2 separate regions of the Mus musculus genome follow, and region 2 is linked to region 1. A link is a contact called in public promoter capture Hi-C data. All regions are on one chromosome and are shown on one strand. The core of a region is the stretch at or near the end of the contact, and the rest is flanking DNA. Distances in the headings are between cores, read along the strand shown. Region 1 holds the start of Abca2 (ATP-binding cassette, sub-family A (ABC1), member 2). Region 2 holds the start of Bmyc (brain expressed myelocytomatosis oncogene).

The links. Promoter capture Hi-C pulls out the DNA fragments that hold promoters and counts their contacts.
Region 2: a contact with region 1 is called in a promoter capture Hi-C map of embryonic stem cells, with 10 read pairs. The contact joins the promoter of Bmyc here to the promoter of Abca2 in region 1. A contact is called at or near these places in 2 of 39 promoter capture datasets (embryonic stem cells and liver).

The regions. Positions count from the first base shown.
Region 1 is chr2:25,424,543-25,430,081 of GRCm38.p6, reverse strand. Abca2 (ATP-binding cassette, sub-family A (ABC1), member 2) reads right to left here and starts at 1,483. Exons shown (of 49, transcript NM_001368624.1): 1 at 1,247-1,483. The coding sequence starts at 1,312. Fut7 (fucosyltransferase 7) reads right to left here. Exons shown (of 4, transcript NM_001289453.1): 3 at 5,304-5,388; 4 at 3,708-5,196. The coding sequence starts at 5,316. The coding sequence ends at 4,181.
Region 2 is chr2:25,704,024-25,710,038 of GRCm38.p6, reverse strand. It overlaps Bmyc (brain expressed myelocytomatosis oncogene), which reads right to left and starts at 3,160. Exons shown (of 1, transcript NM_023326.2): 1 at 2,318-3,160. The coding sequence starts at 3,113. The coding sequence ends at 2,601.

The DNA of each region.
Region 1 (5,539 bases), core at 234-2,733:
CATACACTCTGTGTCCCTTCTTCCCAGGGACTCAAAAGCTATAGTCACAGGGCTGCCCCTTCAGACCCCACACCAGCCAACCAGAACAGAGAATGTACCCAGTCCTGGCAATCAGCCAGGGCCAGGTGCCCACGGGAATTCTGCCAGGCTGTGGTGATGACTGCTACCCACCCTGCCTACAGACCAGAGTTTCTTATTATGAATCTAAAGTACTCAAAGAACATAGGTGGAGTGTTGCTGCCCAAGGGGTCCCTGGGTATGAGCTGGTTAAGGCCCTTCTTTTAGGTCCTGCACTCTCTTGTCTCCATCCTGGAAAATCCCAAGGGCCCTCGGACACTCTTGCTGGCCCAGGACTCTCTGGATGCCCTTGCTCTTCCAGGGACTGGGATGAAAACCAACACTGCAAACGCCATCCGTGCCTGGCATCCTGCTCCTCACACAGGACTCGTACCCCAACACTCTTTATACCCTGCCTGGCCTAGACAGGTACTAAGAAGCTCAGCAGAACCCAGCCCCAAGAGAGGCCCAAGGCAGGAGAAATCAGAGGAGCAGCCTCAGGAGAAACTGGCCCCAAAGGGTGCTGGGATTTAACAGGTTGAGTCCACACAACAAGGACATTCCCAGGGATGAGAAAGCAGGAGTAAGGGTTGTGACTTGCCAGGATGGGTTAGGAAAGGAGATGAAGGGAGGAGAAGGTGGTGGTGGTGGTGGTGGTGGTAGTGGTGGAGGAAGAGGAGGAGGAGGAGGAAGAGGAGGAGGGCGGTAGCAGCGGCGGCGAAGGCTGTTTGGTACCAGCTTCAGCCTAAGGTGCTTGCCCAAGGGCAGAGTACCAGTAAAGGGAATGAAAAGACAGGTTCCTATGGGGGCCCCAGAGATGATGGGACCAGGGCTCTGAGTCCCTAAGCTGAATGGTGTGTCCCAGCTAGCGCTCTGGACCAGGAACCTGCACCTAGCTCTAGCTGAAGTCCAGGGACCACCTGCCCCCACCCCAGCCTGCCAGAAAGCGCTGCGGAGGGCGCCGGCCCGTGACTCAGCCGTGCGCTGCGAGTGTCAGCGGACCAGGGCACAGCCGAACCCACTGCCGGAGGCCCGGAAGCCCGCGGAATCGTCCGGCCCCGAACAGGGTCTCCGGTGGCGCCCTCCCGGGGTCTGCGCGCGCCTGGACACTGCACGTGCACGCGGAGAGCGCACCGGCAAATTGGGCGCGCGGCCTGCGAGCCCCTAAGGGCGGGCGCGGCTCGCTCACCGGGCTCCGGCGCTTCAGCGTCACGTTCTTCCAGAGCAGCAGCTGCAGCTGGTGCAGGAAGCCCATGGCCGGGCCGCGCTCCGCCGCTTCAGCGCCGCGGCCCTGTCCTCTGCGCGCCCCGCCGGGCCCCGCTGCCGGCCGCGCCGCTCGGCATCGCCCGCGCGGGGGCGGGGCGCTCGAGAGTCCAGGACCTGCTGCTCGCAGGCTCCGCCCCGGCGGCCGCAGCTACAGAGACTCGTCGCGCCCGCGCCCGTCGCCCCCACTTAAAGGCGTCTCTGCGCCCGGGTAGCCGCCAGGGGGCGCCCGCGCCCGCCTGCACCTGCGCACAGCACTAGGCCTCGCTGCTCACTGGACCCATAATGCAGTGTTTCCAAGATCCCTCACAGCCCCCATCTAAACCAAGATCCCGGCTCGCACCTTTCCGAGGTCTAGGGAGAACGCAGGTACCCTATGCTTCTCCCAGGAGATTCCAAATATGAGTCTCCAATTGAGAGATTTACGCAGAGGGGTACCCAAGGTGTTTACTGTCCTGTTTGGAAAACTGAAGGAGGCTTGGTCACCATTAGATTGACCCTCCTCACTTGTAGAGACAGGAAGCAGGGTCAGTCACTCATTTAGAGGAGAGACATTGGTCCGTTAGGAGAATCCCATCGCGGCTTGAGGTGCAACAACACGATGTGACTTAGATATTTTAAAGAGGAGCCTGATGAGAGGGACTGCGGTAGTTCGACCACCTTCACAAAAGCATTCTGTGTTCCTCATAGACGAGCCACCACCTGCTGATGAAATGGCGTTTACCTAGATTATCAAAATGCAGAGCAACAGCAGGTCATGGCAGATTTACCTTTAACCCAGCGCTCAGCTCAGGGAGGCAGAGAAAAGCAGATCTTTGTGAGTTCAAGTCCACACTGGTCTACATAGAGAGACCATATCTCAATAAAATAAATAATAGAGAGCAACCACGCACGTGTAATCCCAGCATCAAAAAGGCAGAGGCAGAAGGGATGAAGTATTCAAGGTCATCCTTGGTTATATAGAGAATTCAAAGCTAGCCTGCGCAACATGAGACCCTGTCCAAAATACTCTCTCTCTCTCTCTCTCTCTCTCTCTCTCTCTCTCTCTGCAGGTGGAGACAGCTGTTTTGAGGTCCAGGGTATCATCCAAACACATTTCTTACATAGTTTTAACTGAATTTAGAACACGTAAGGTGCATATGCCTGGGGTCACTGCAGTCCACCTGCGATTTCCATGCAGGTGAGGCAGATGCCCAGCGGGCAGGGCAGCAGAAATGCTTACCAGGTATGAAGAGCTAGACACACCACGTGAAGGGCTGGGTGTGCATAACCGGAAACTGCTACAGGTCAGAGAGCCCTAATTCTGACCTGAGAAAGTTAGGTTTATATTCAAAATGATGCTGAGACATCACAACTGTGAAAATTTACCACAGTCATCCATTGTGACTACCAGATCAGGCCTCCCTGCTCTAGCCAGACTGCACAAAAGGGGCTGGAAAGCAGGGGTGACTGAGAAGACAGGTTGTCCCTTATATAAGAGGTTTACTTGCTACCCCAACACCACCCACCTCCCCACCTACTCCATATTCATGTAAGCCTAGCATCTTTCTGCTCTTAGAGCCTGGCCTTTGGTGGGTCCTTAGAAGTGTTTGAATGTGGGCCTATTGATACTGTCACAGGACTATTTTCTCCAATATGGCAGGCAGGGGGCAGCAGAGAGCCACTAGCTGTGGTCCTGAGGACTGTGTCTGAAGACTGCAGGCCAGTTTGGGTTTCCCCGGCCTATGAATAGGAGGGGGAGGCTGTGTGGTATTCAGCCTGGGACATGCAGTTTGCTCTTAAAGTGAATGCAAACCGTCATCGAGGGCTAAAGCTTCCTGACACTTCCCAGCTCCTCTCCTGGGCTGGTGGGAGAGGACACGAGACTCCACCCAGCCCCAGGCTCAGGCTCCTTCTCTCCAGTTAGCCCATGAGGCTAGATTAGGGCAGGAAGCCATGGTTAGGCCTTTCCCACAAACCACAGGGGGAGGGCAGCTTCCTGCCTGTACTGCCACCCCATCCCCGGACAAACCCAAGCCCCAGCCCATCCCAGGAGCTCAATCTGTCATACACTCATAGCCTCACCTCTCATCTCCTCCTGGCCCACCCAGTCCAACACAGTGGGCACCTGCAGCAGGCTCTTCAGTGAAAGCCCTAACGGATACATCACACCCCATCACACAGGACACACCTCCCACTGAGACCTATGACATGTGGCACCTCAGCCACAGCTGTGTCTGACCTCAGTTCTCAGGTCTGTACCTGCCGTGGGCTTTGAGTTCCTGGTAAGGTACCACTCAAGCAAGGCTCTCAGACAGAAACGAGAAACCCAATAATGGCTGCCGGAGGGAATTGAGCAGAGGAAGCTGGCTGGTGAGCTCTGCTGCCTAACAGACTTGACCAGGAGATTTCTGTCAGTGTTTTTATTAGTAGTGCCTCTTTCCCTGGGGGAACTGTGGTGTCAAAAGCCCAGAATCATCTGCACTGTCCTTCCACAACCCCCTGCGCCCAGTGTACAGTCTGCACCCAGAGTACTAGAGGGTGCATCTGCAACCTTGAGGCTAAGCACCTTGACTATAGAAGTGTAGGGTCCCAGCTCCAGCCATGGGCATGGAGCCTTCAGCCATGGGTCAAGGTAAGTCAGGGACCCTCAGCCACCTTCCCCATATGCTCCTCATTAATTCATTGTCTCTTATCCTGGGCCCCTACTCTAAAGCCCACCAGGGCATCTCAGCCCAGTTTTCTCCTTATATCCTGAATTCCTGCTCACTGAACAGGAAAAGCCTTGGGGTAGTGCCATGGTGACCAAAAGCCTGGATGCCCAGCTCTTTGGTTTCAACATCAGTCTCCCACCCATCCAGCCTCTCCCAGCAGCAGGAGTTCAAGCCTGGAACCAGCTTTCAAGGTCTTCATAGACCTGGCTGCGGGGCAAGTAAGGGTAGCGGGCACAGATGGTGCAGAAGCGCTCCCTCCAGTCACCCAGGAGCCGCACACGGAGCCGGTCTCGCCAAGCAAAGAAGCCACGATAACGACTCTCATTCATGCTGACGAGGAAGACAGCCAGTTCACGGGCAGAGCTGAAGTCGTCCACGTGTACAAAGGCATCTGGTGGCACAAAAGCCTCGTAGGTGGCCCGAGGAGGTCCCAGCGCCACGGGTACAGCACCAGCCGCCAGGGCATTGCGCCAGAACTTCTCAGTGATGTAGTCCCGATGCTGTGAGTTCTCAAAGGCCAGGTAGAAGCGGTACCGGGCCAAAGTGGGCAGCAGACAATTAGCGCATAGGGGCCGTCCGCTGGCGCGACCGAACACATCCACCTGCAGATGAGGGGCCAGCTGCCGGTACAGCTTTGCACGCTGCTGCCGCTCCTGGAAATTGCTGATCACCCAGGCAGCCATCCTGCTTTTGGCCGGTAGTGGGGATGTGGGCCCAGAGAGAGGCTCCAAGCGACCGTAGGGTACAAAGATATCTGAATCACGCCGATAGCTCAGCACCCAGTTGAAGATGCCCCGGAAGCGATGGAGACCATGGGTATTACTGGGCGATTCCATGGAGGCCCAGACCCAAGGCTGTCCGTGTGGCCTCTGGTCCAGGGGTAGGAGAGATTGCCGGGTTTGCAGCTCACGGTGGTGGAAGACCACAGCATCAGCACTGGCTAGCAGGCTCCGGTTAGCACTCAGACGGCAGCTGGCCATGCCATAGCGAGTGCAGGTGTCACCAGGTAGCTCTGGCGGCCGGTTGGTGAAAGGCCAGTGCCAGATAAGGATGGTGAGTGTGGACTGAGGCACAGGGGCACTTCCAGGAGCTGATCCCCACAGCCAGAAAAACCAAATTACCATGAATGTTGCTCCTCCAGCTAGGCCGCCCCAGGCCCGCAGCCTCCTGGTGGGGTGGTACCCTGAAGCAGAATAAAAAAAAAAGGAGAGGCCCTGTCACCCTAGGCTCAGGGACACCCATAAATCCCCATCATCCCCAGCTGGGACTGCTTAAGGGCCAGGCACTCACCAATACAATTCATCTGGAGCCTTCTGGAATTGTCACCAAGGAAAGAAGATTTTCAAATCACAGCAGCCTCTCCAACAGAGGCACCCTGAAATCACAGCTGCTGCTCAGCTCAACCTCTGGGGCTCCTCACCATCTACCAAGGTGAGGAAGCCAGGGACCTTCCCACTTCTGCCCCGCCCTACCCCTTCAATCTTTGGCATCAACCACTATCCAACCCTACCCCACCCACCCCGTCT
Region 2 (6,015 bases), core at 1,911-4,410, 280 kb before region 1:
TCTGTGTGATTTTGTTCTCAGAGCCAAGTTAAACTCTGAGCAGGCACTCCCAGAGTGCCCAGCTGAAGGCCCTCAGCCAGAGGCTCACAGGGCACAAGAACAAAACAGGCGACCTAATTACTGATGGGCAACATGGAAAACTTTCACAAATGGCTGAGTAACAACGACTACAATTCTTTGGCATGGTCAAAACCTAATCCAGAACTTGCAGTTAAAGGAAGGCTAACAAGGTGACTGCATGGGCCCTGGTGAAGAAGAGTCAGGATAAGAAAAAATCTATTTAGAGAGCTGCTCTCACAGAGAAAGAGAGGACCTGTTAGACACTCAGGAAGACAGTGACAGGACAGCTGGGAATGTGTAGAAACAGATGCCATTCAACAGAAGGAAGCAAGCTGAAGGGACTCTAGCCAGCCCATGCATGGTGAGTGTGACTGTGGCCGGCCTTGCCCTCTCCCCCATTCCCTCTGCCCTGCTAAAAGCCATTATATTACATTCCTAAAGCTGGCCACTAAGACCCATTCCCTTACGTGACCACTTATTTGGCCTCCTTAGGCTGACTACTAAGATCCAGCGATCAAAGTATTGAAATCCAGCTATCAAAGCCCACTTTGGGCACCCTGGTTAACATACCTAAATAAAATCATTTACCTTATCCTAACATTGAGTTTCCCATTTTACCTTTACAAATCACCATTTGCCTTTGTGCCACATCTGTCCCTTCTCTATCAAGAAGCAGCCCTTTGCCATCATCTCCCATGGGTCCCCATCTCCTGCAGCCCCGGGACAAGCATCCCTCCTCCTCTCCCTTGTTCTTTTCCCTGCTTCTCTCTCATCCTCTAGCTCTTGGCTTTGTCTCTTACTCCCTGCCTTGTTCCTCTGGGGCAAATCAATCCCCTTTGTGCTGAGAACTTGCTCTTGGGGTGTCTTGAGCCAATCCTAGTCCTTTTCCATAGTCAAGCCAAGCTCCAGTATGGTGGCTATTCTAGAGGGAGGAGTCAGAACCTCAGGCAAAGGTCAGCAAGGTGGCCTTGTGCACAGAGCCTGGTTGGTCTATCCTCAAGTCAAGTCAAACCACAAATCCAGCTGTTGTTCTTGTTAGGAGCAGTCACTTTCCTAGCCAGGTGCTCCAGATGTGGAGAACAGTATCCCAGCTCTGAGGGCTGTGGCCAGGATCTCTGCTGAGAAGGAACCTCTTGTTTAAACCTGATCTAGCTCAGAGGCCAAGAACAGGGAACCATGGCAATTCAGAGACCTGCCACAGGGCTCCAGGGTGAGAGCCTGGGAGGCAGCTGTAGAGAATAGGGGACTGGTATTGAGAGCCCACAGACTCCCACTGGCAGGAAGCTGGGCTCTGCAGCGGAGGGCATGGGGGAATGGACCCCATCCTTGTTGCTTGCAGCTGACCTTATCAACTGAGAGGACTCTGCAGTTTGGCAGCACACAGCCTGGGCTGGCAAATGTGTCATTACTGAGCTTTGAGTGTCCCCCTGTGGGGTCTGAGTTCTCTGGAGCTGCAGTGGTCTGTCCTGAATCCCAGTCACAGACCCCACTTTAGCAGGCCTAGAAAGTAGGAAGACAGGTCCACACACCCGTCTCTGCACCATGACTGCTTGCCCTGCTCCCTACACACCTGGAAGACACTACCCTCATCTCAGCTAGAACTTCAGCTTCTCCTGGGTGAAGAAACTGAAGAAGCTCAGGAGGGGGAGGGGTAAGAGGGCTGCCCAGACTCAGACTGCAAAGTCAAGTGTGGCCAGCAGTGGGCCCTGGTACTTGCTCAAGCAAAGTACCTAATGATCACAGCTCTGCTGTTGACTTGGTTCTTGTAGGATCAGCAACAGCCTAAATTGTAAGAGACAGTCTCCACTTCAGGTGACCACCACACCACCTCCCCGCATACACCCAGCAGTGTCTAAAGACAGAGGAGCCAGAGAGGCGAGGCACCGGTACTCTGGAGGTTTTTTTTGTTTGTTTGTTTGTTTTTTCCTGCCTCTCCTGATTCACCTTTTTGCTATGCTTCAGTAGTACCTTTATTTTATTTTTAAAATTATATCAATTGTTTAAAACCCCTCAGTCTATCTAACTTTGTTTATGCATCTATCTCATCTTTTGTCTTTTCCTCTTTCTTTTTTCTTTTCCTTTTTGGTCACATAAAGTTCCCCTTTCTTACTTTTAGTCTACTTTTAGCAGTAGTATTGTCTGTAGCTCCTCGGTTCCTTATTTTGCTATGTTTCATAAAGCTGTTTTTTTTTTAAGCATGGGCTCAACATATTTCCGAATTACTTTGATTTTCTTTAAACAATAAAAAAGAATCAGCTTTTGAAAGGAAAATATACCTTTTTATATTTCATATCCTAAAATCTTGTATAACTGATAAGACGTTTTTATTGATGTTATTTACACTTAAGGGTCCAGCTGATGTTGGAAAATTGATATACTTTAAGATTCCTTTTTTAAACAAATACAAATCTGTTAAGGGGAGTGAGGAAGGGTGGCAAGCTTAAAAAAGAAAAGAGGGAGGGGAGGGTTCTCTTACGCCCAGGATTTGAGGCAGTTAACATGGCTGAAGCTTACAGTCCAAAGCCCCCCGTGCTGTGCGCTCAGGTGTTGCAGGTGCAGTCTGGAGGCGTAGCAGGCTCCACGTCGGCGGCCAGGCTCACGCCGGTGCCTTCTTTGCGCACAGCCTGGTAGGGGTCCAGCTTGGAGACCAGCTTGGCGGAGGCCGAGAAGCCATTCCACATACAGTCCTGCAGGATGATGTTCTTCACGAAGGTCTCGTCATCCGGGTCGCAGACGAAGCTCTGCTTCACCGCGTCTCCTCCTGGCAGCTCGGGCAGGTCTGCGATGGAGAAGCTATCACCGTCGTGGTCCCTGGGGGCGAAAGACACGGCGACCGCTTCGCAGGGAGGCGAGTAGAGCCCGGCGTGGCCCGGGGACGGGCGCGGCGTGGGCAGCAGCTCGAATTTCTTCCAGATGTCCTCGCTGGGCGCTGGCGGCTGCGGCGGCTGCTGGTGGTGCACGTCCTCCTCCTCATCGTCGCACATGAAGTATGGCTGCACCGAGTCATAGTCCAGGTCGCGGTTGCCGTTAGCGAGGCTCACGTGGAGGGGCATGGTCGCGGCGTTGCGTTTGGAGGCGACCCGGAGGGGTGCAGGGCTGCTGCGGAAACCTGGCGCGCTGCGCAGCAGCCCCGAACCACTCCCCTTCCCAGACCCTCACTTCCGACAATCCCGACAGTCCCTTCACCAGGCTCGGTCTCCGGCTGCAGCGGAGGGAGGAGGCGTCAGCTCGTCGCCAGACGCCACGCTCAAAGTATCGCGCCACCTTACGGAGAGGGGCTATAGGCGCTGCATCCTACGTGCACAGGATACATTTTCGTGGACGCAGATAACCTATTCTCCGCATACTCTCACTCATTTCCTGCTAGTGTCTACCTCTCCACCTCTCAGTCCTCTTCGTTCGCCCAGTGACTCTTCTACTTTCATGTCATTTGTAACACGTGTGATTTCATGTACCTATGAAATCGAGAACCCATGGATGAAAAAAGCAAAGATCTTGTCTCTCTGAGACTGACTTAATTCATTTAATATGATACTCTCCAATTCCATCCATTTCTTGCAAATGACACTCTTTGCTCTCATTTATGACTGAAAATGTTCCACTTCCACATACGAACCACATCTTTATTGTCCGTTCCTCTGACGATGGACACCTTGGTTCCGGAACAGCTATTGTGGAAATGTCCGTAATAAACCCGCGTTCAAGGATCTCTGTGGTGGCATACTTGCTTCGGGTCTTCAAGGGTTTTCTTAAAGCTACACTATTTTTTTTATTTATTTATATCATTTTAAGTGTATGAATGATTTGCCTGCATATATGTAAGTGCATCATCACCTACATGCCCAGTCCCCATGGAGACCCAAAGAGGAAGACTGATCCCCTGGAACTGTGTCAGGACAGTGTGAGCCTCTGTGTGAGTGCTGCGAACTAAGGCCCAGGACCTCTGGATCTCTGCGAGAGATCTTAACTACAGAGACCATCTCCAGCATCATCCCACACACCTGTAATGAGTATATGATGCTTGCATCTATGAATGGCTCCTGCAAATTTTCTAAAATGTAGATACAAATATGTGTGAGCTACACATTAAATTTAGGCATGAATTAAACTTCTAAAACACTTTATGATTAAATATTACATAATGCCAAGCAGTCAAGGCAGCTCATACATTGGAAGGCTGAGGCAGGAGGATTACCATGGCTGGGCTACATAGTAAGTTCCAGGATATCCTGGTCTACATAGTGAGAACTTGGCTCAAACAAACAAGAAAATCCATAACACAGAATTCTTTAAAAAAAATTAAAAGATCTAACCTATTTTCTCTTTTCTTTCCTTATTTTATATCAAATTTTTAGAAAGGAAAAATAATGATTTCAAGAACATTTCTGGTTTCTGGACAATATGTTGTTATAGATATTTGAGGTCTGTATTAAACTTCTAAGTGAGTGGGGCTGAAGGATAGCTCGCTGGTAGAGAGCCCTGGCTACTCTTCCAGAGGACCTCGGTTTGGTTTCCAGCACCCACATGTTCAAGAAGACCAACTTTAAAAAATAGTAACTTAATATTTTGTGTTTACTTTTAACTCTTCGGAGTTTTAATTTTTTAAATATTTTTAATGATTCATTTAGTCTTATTTTATACACATTGTTTTTTTGCCTGTGTGAACATGAGCTGGGGCTGGAGTTACAGACAATGCCAGGACTGGCCACGTAGATGCTAGGAGTAAAACCTGGCACCCCTGCAAGAGCAGCCAGCGCTTTTACCATTGAGCATCTCTCTACCCCAAAGAGTTTTAATTTGTTTGCTTGTTTGTTTGTTTGTTTGTGTTTCCAAGACAGTTCCACTTTGTAGCTGTGACTGTCCCAGATGTACAGGGCAGGCTGGCCTAAAACTCAGTGAACAGAGTGCCTCCCAAGTGCTAGGATTTTAATTTTAACAAGGAGTTATTTTTTAAAAATTTTGGCTGGAGCCTTTAATGTCTATCTTGAGATGTAAGTTGGGAGCCACCAAAACAGTACATACAGCTAAAACTAAGTAGCAACTGTCTTGTGAACACTGGAAATGTTTTATTCTTTACCTGACTGGGTACCAGCAGTGTTGGTCCATGACTGAGTACAAACACGGGCCATGCACAGCCTGGTCATTTGACTCGACCCCCAGGACCTTGTAAAATTGGAAAGAGAATTGCCTCTATAAAGCCCTGCCAGGACCTCCACACCTAGGCCGAGGCTTGTGCAAGACTGCATAAACACAAGTAGTGTAATAGCAACATTTTTAAGTGCCCTAGGCTCTATCTTGCTCTCTGCCCAGCCCCTAACATGTGAGCAGACCAACTGCAAAAGGTCAGAAGGGGCAAACAATCCTCAGTAAGCCAGAAGATGCTTGGTTGGTCAGTGAGGCCTTTGAAGTGACTGGGTTCAGAGTTCAAGAAGGAAGAAGTGGTCTCTTTTCCTGAAGCTCTCCTTCCAGCAGAAATTAAGCCCAAGGAGTTTCAGAGACGGCTCCCCTGCAGGGTAGCTGGCAGAAAGGCAAGACGCCTCTTCACTTCCTGTCCTGCTGGAATTCTGCTCATGCCTCCTGAGCACAGTCCTAGCTCCTGGGCTATCATGCCAAATCCAGGGTAGCATGCCTGAATCCTCAGTACCGACCCGGAGAGCAGGAAACGGGGTGGAGGACTGTCATGTGCTGTGGTGTCAACTCTGCATATTGAGGCTGGACTTAGAAGTCTTCCTCATGTTCTGATCGCAACAGAGAACAATATCAAGTATTTGAACTTGGGGCAGTTCTGGGGCCCACAGTTAAAGGCCATGCGTAGTCCCTGTCTGAAGCAAAAAGAGAACCTGGTATGTAGGATCCGGCTTGGCCCGGTCCTGCCTCCAAGTGTCCTGGACACCTCAGGCCCCACCTTAAAAACATCCAATAGCTCCCAGCAAGAACTGGGTCCAGATAGGAAAG